Linked DNA regions of Hordeum vulgare: region 1 is linked to region 2. Evidence: chromatin contacts called from public Hi-C data. All regions are on one chromosome and are shown on one strand. Each heading gives the region's core, a stretch centred on a gene start, on an enhancer-like site or on the middle of the called end of the contact. The rest is flanking DNA. Distances are from core to core; before and after follow the strand shown.

The links. A called contact is a pair of places that touch in the nucleus more often than the background predicts.
Region 1: a contact with region 2 is called in a Hi-C map of leaf, with 5 times the contacts expected there. The contact joins the enhancer-like site here to the promoter of LOC123426677 in region 2. A contact is called at or near these places in 3 of 6 Hi-C or Micro-C datasets (leaf and seedling).

Annotation. Positions count from the first base shown.
Region 1 is chr2H:465,842,765-465,845,512 of MorexV3_pseudomolecules_assembly, forward strand. No RefSeq gene overlaps it. Among protein-coding and RNA genes, the nearest start is that of LOC123426680, 170 kb to the left of the region's middle. Within about 2 kb of position 1,302, at least 3 of the 3 cell types and tissues checked have open chromatin away from gene starts, as enhancers often do. A contact at or near this core is called in leaf and seedling, where this site is marked.
Region 2 is chr2H:465,131,491-465,134,333 of MorexV3_pseudomolecules_assembly, forward strand. LOC123426677 (protein GL2-INTERACTING REPRESSOR 1) reads left to right here and starts at 1,577. Exons shown (of 2, transcript XM_045110545.1): 1 at 1,577-1,663; 2 at 1,790-2,538. The coding sequence starts at 1,809. The coding sequence ends at 2,156. LOC123426679 (a long non-coding RNA gene) reads right to left here and starts at 1,891. Exons shown (of 3, transcript XR_006622293.1): 1 at 1,801-1,891; 2 at 1,242-1,709; 3 at 1-133. It overlaps LOC123426678 (a long non-coding RNA gene), which reads right to left. Exons shown (of 3, transcript XR_006622291.1): 3 at 2,003-2,090.

The sequences.
Region 1 (2,748 bases), core at 52-2,551, 710 kb after region 2:
TCATGTGCACCCTGTCGCATGCGTGGAGCCGACAAGAGAAGCAAGCGGCGACACCCGGCGAGGGCAGCGGTGCTTCGACGGCATTAGCTGCTTCGATTCCCATGTGCCCGTCACGAAAACGATACGGAAAGCTCAATCTGACGCCTAGGGCGCTTCGATCCAGGGTTCGTGCAGTGACTGACATTTAGGCCAGTCGACCGGTTGCCACCGTTGCCCTTAATTATGTTCTCCTTTTTCTTTTTTCTTTTGAATCGGTCGACCGGTTGCCACCATTGCCCTTAATTATGTTTTCCTTTTTTGTTTTGCGAGAGGAGAGGAAGTAGCAAGGATGGGTGGACAATGGTACCATCACAGAGAGCAACGGTCGTGCTAGTTTTGCAAGAACGCAAACGACCTTCGAACAAACCCTGTAACAAGCCGGCCAGGATCTTTAGAAAGAACAAAATCTAAACGATTCCTAAAGAATCCACAATGTTTGTGTTCAGGCAACGAACTACGCTAACTAAACGTCAGCTTCACATGACTATCTCTAAGAACAAACTATTAAGAGCATGGTTAAAGCAACATTGCCCTTGTTCACAGATCATAAAACCAATGATAATCATTGAACCAATCAGTTAGCGGCCACGCCTGGCATGCAACCGAAAGCTCTGCCGACCAACTCCAAGCAAGGGCATACGTACTTCTTCACAAAACGATACATGGTGCCGCCACGCCGTGTCCCTAGCGGCCCCGGAGATCGGCGACGCTGGCGCGGGTGGGCCGTAGATGTGTACAGGCGCGACGCCGTCCTCACGAGCGGGTCCCTGATCGCAGCCTCCGGCGGACGGCTATTGGCCTCCCGGTACTCCTTGGATGCCAACATGTCCTCAAAGCTCACGTAGGCTGGATCCGTCTCACGGCGCTTGAAGTAGTCCTTGGTTTCGTCGATGCCACCTCGTCGTATACGGCTGAGCATGTCTTCGCAGGAGTGTGTCCGCAGCGTGCCGCCGCTGGGCAGGCTCGAGGAGCCATCACTGCTGCTACCCTGGGTTCCCGAGAGGAGATCGCCGTGATTGTGCTCCTCGGTACGGTGGTCTAGTAGAGGCTGGGAGTGGGAGTGGGAAATAACCATGACCACGTCGAGATCGGGAGGAGACGGCGTAAGGGCTCTCGGCGGCGATCGGAAGTAGGATTCGGGAGGAGGCGGCGATTGAGGAAAGTCGTTGAGCGAGCTCTTATATACCCGTAGGTCCGTAACCAAGTTACGAACGAGAGGGTCTCTCACGTGGGCTTTCGCACACATCAGCCTACGAAGAAAGCACCTGATTGGGGTAATACGCGGACCTCTTATTTATCGACCAACGCGACCGGAAGTGATGAAACGCGCCCGCTCCAACTGTGTGCCCTTTTGGTCCAGCCCATGTGCAGGTCAGAGAACCCTTTTTCTCTCCTGTTTTTTATTTTTCGTTTTTTCAGCTTTCTGGCTTCTTTAAATCGAATAAATGATTTCAAAAAAATCACAAAATTTCAAAAGTTCCGAAATTTGAAAGATGTCTACAAATTGAAAATGTTCACGAATTATAAAGAATGTTTACTAAGAAAATGTTCCAAGTTAAAAAAACACTAATTTGGAAATATATTTCTAGATTTAAAAACAATGTTCAAGTATCTCTAAAATTTAATATTGACTAATATTTTGCATTTAATGAATATTGTTTGAATTCAATAACATTTTAATATTTCATGAAGGAATTTTCAATTGGGTGAACATTGTTTTGAAATTCACGAGTAATTTTCAAAACTTGATCGGTAAATTTCTGATTTGATGATTTTTTTTTAAATTTAATGAAAAAATTACTCATGGTTTAAAAAAAATCAGATTTGGAAAAATGTTCGTGAGATGGAAAAGAAAAAAAAGGAGCAAAGAGAAAGAGGAAATGAAAATGAACGAAAACAAAAAACTAACACGAAAGATAAGATGAAAATGAGAAGAGAAACGAAAAGAAAAAAAAGAGAAAATAAAACCCGGTGTGGGAACCTTCGCAAACCCGGCTCGAATTCACGTAGCAACAACCGGGGTAGTACATGTTTGTTCAGGAAATATAGAGCTACGTGACAAATAGGGATCACGTCTACCCAATTATCATACACAGAGGGAGCAACTAGTTGGAGGCTATGCCTAAGAAAACTAGCTGAGGAGGCCCTCCACGGGGCACAATTTTACTAGTGCGTCATGGCATACGCTCCAGGGCCGCAAAATGTCATGCATTGGGCATTTTTTTGTCATCAGGATGATTTTTCGTTACTTTTTGGCTTTTGTTTCATTTTTGGGTTTCTTTAGGATTTTTTGCCTTTTTTTTTTCTTTAATTTTACAATTCTTAACATTTGGCATGAGCGTGCGCTTTCGCATGAAGCACATGTGCGCTTTCCATGTGAAGCACATATGTGCTTCATATGTGAAAAAGCACAATAGTGCTTCTGCGTGAAGGGCATGCTTCACTGGGTTGGGAAGCGTTGTATTGGAAATGAAAAATTTCTTGCGCACACGCAAGATTTATCGATGGACATGCATAGCAACGAGAGGTTGGAGTATGTGTATGTACCCTCGTAAAACGTTAAGAGGAATCGTGGAATACACGATTGATGTAGTCGTACGTCTTCACGATCCAATCGTGATCTGTCCCGATCAAGCTACGAACGGATGACACCTCCACGTTCAACATATGTGTAGCGTGATGACGTCTCCGCCTCCTAGATCCAGCGAG
Region 2 (2,843 bases), core at 327-2,826:
AGCTCCAAATCTTAAACACACCGGCGATGAATCATGGCGAATGATGGCGAAATATTATACGCTTCGATAAGCTGAATTGATCTTTGATCCCGAGGCCGATAGCATTGGCTCTGGATCCCAAAGCCATCCATTACTGCTTCCATTTGACAAAAAAGAGGCATTAATGGTATAATTATAATTAGTCCTAACTAAGGCAAAAAGAAAAGGAGAAAAACAGATGGCTCTCTCTTAACCATGTAGAGAAGCAGCATCAGCAGCAGCATTGACCAAACCAATTGCAACACACAAACCAAAACAACTTTAAGTGAGTTGTATGCCACCCCGTCATTAATCAAGGTGGGTGATATGGAAGCAATCTTGGGGGGATTACATTAGTGGGTTACGACTAGTTATGACTTAACCATGTTTCAATCTTTTCTTAAATGCAAGGATGCAACATCTCTAGAATAAGCAACAAGTCAACCCTCAGAGTTAATATCTGCTGTCAGCAATTAAGCACTGCGAGCTGGAACACAAGCAAGCAAAGGAGCTGAGATTTTCAAAGCGGGCGGTGACATTAGAACAAGAGCGGGAGGTGGTGGAGGCTGCTCTTATGTGCATGAAACAAAGTGGCATTAATGTATTGCTTATCTCTTCGTCATTGTATGAGGATGCGCACCGCATGGGTGCATACATAGGCCTTGCGTTTGCACCATTTAAAGACCTAAAAATTGCATAGCAGCAGCATATCTTCAAGGACCCCATTTATTCAATTAGCAAAAACCAATGGCTCAACATTCAAGTCTATTTAGTGTACTCTCTGCTTTCTTTTTTCTGCTACTAGTACTTATGATGTGCATTTGAGAGACTGTGCCAAATAAATTCCATTCAAGATCACATTCAAGTGGTGAAATCAATTGGGGGCCAGTCAAAAATTAAGCTTTCGAAGCAATTAGAAGGACATGTATTGATGAGCTTCAACTTTCAACAATACACACCCAATAATAACTGCCATAATTACAAGATGTGTCTACATCTTCCATAACCACTGTCTATATGCAGTAGGCAAGCCATTTGCAAAGTTTTAGAACTGAATCACTATATGTGTTTTAACTTTAATAAACCACTCTAATAGTATGTGAACTCTACTAGTATGAAAAGAAGAAGAAAAAAGTGTGTGGATTAGAGACTTTAACATCAGTGTTAAGCTTTCATCAGGGTAAAGAGGAAAGCAAAGCAAAACTCTAGCTGTAACCACATACCCAGGCTCGGCTTTCGCCTGTTAAATAGCCAACCTTGTGTGCATGACCAGCCCTCTCACCTCGCACTTCTCTTCCACCCAACAAAGCACAAATTATTCAACCCATCCCTTGCCACTCTCCAACCATGATTTGGTGGGTAATAAAATGCCTGTACTACATACATGAGAGAGAGAGAGAGAGAGGGGGAAGTAGTAGTAGTATGCCTCTCACTGTTGCATTAAACAAAACTAATTGACCTCTCCCCATCCATCTCCCTCCCCACTATAAATACCCGCCATCTCCATTCCAACTACACCAACGCAGCACGCTCCTAGCATTCCAACTCTCGGGCTTCTCTCGCTCCAGAGCAGAGCAGAGCATCCCCTCCCCTGTCGCTCTCACTTTCATCTGCGAGGCTCCTGCTTCTCGGACCCGACGCAAAAGTAAGCTCCCTCCCTATATGCATCCATCGCCAGTGATCTTTAATCCCTACCGGGTTGCAGCAATCGATCAATAGTACCTTTCAGAGCATATGCTAATCCATCAGTTCCATGTTTTGATGTGTGCAGACAGGGGATACCTCTGAGGATGAGCCGCAGCAACAGGAAGAGCTCATCAAAGGGCCTTGACCTGAAGCTCAACCTCTCTCTGCCTGCAAGAGGGGACTCCTCCAACAGGGCGATGGCTGACGAGGAGTCGTCCCCGAGCTCATGCCTGTCGTCGGAGAACGAGCATGGCCTGCAGTGGTCCAACAGCCCCGAGGCGACGTCCATGGTGCTCGCTGCCTGCCCTCGCTGCTTCATCTACGTCATGCTCCCCCAGGATGACCCTCGGTGCCCCCAGTGCAAGAGCCCCGTGCTCCTTGACTTCCTGCAAGACAATAGCAACAATAACAACAACACCAACAGCAACAGCAGGAAGAGCAGGAGGGGGTGAAAGAAGAATGAGGAGGAGAGGCTCCATTCGGCAGCACCGACATCAAGAAAAAGCGTTTATATGAAGTCCTAGGTCCACTAGTTCTCTTTCGTTTGGTCATTTCTTCAGTGTAACCATGATATGTCAGTATTAAAATTGTGAGACTGGCATGTATCCATGTGCTGGTGTCACGATTTTGACATATCATGGATACACTGTGGACTATATCCCCTCTCCTGAGTTCTTCTTCAGTGGTTCTAATGAAGTAGTTTGTTAGGCATAGGACCAGACTTCTTCTCTTCTGTTTCTTACTTTCAAGACAAGAAAAGTTTACCCCTGAAAATCTCAAGTTGCGCCGGATGAGTATTATTCTGAAACATCTATGACAGACAAGCTTCTGCGACTTCGCGCCATGAACACTCATCTGTTCATTCCTTTGTATCCAGACAAGTTAGTATGCAAATCCACCATACAAAGTGGAGAAAGTGCAAGAAGAACAGTCAACCCTGGAAATGGAGTGTTAGGAATTTGTCACCACAGATTAGTTGAACTAACCAATTGGCACTACAACTCCCACGCCTCAAAATAATGAGGACTCTACCTACTATCCTTGAAAAAGACATCACGTAATTAAAAAGGTGATGAAATTTCAAATTGGAGAGAGAGATGGTATTTGAAACAATCGAACAGTCTACGGTGTGACGCCAT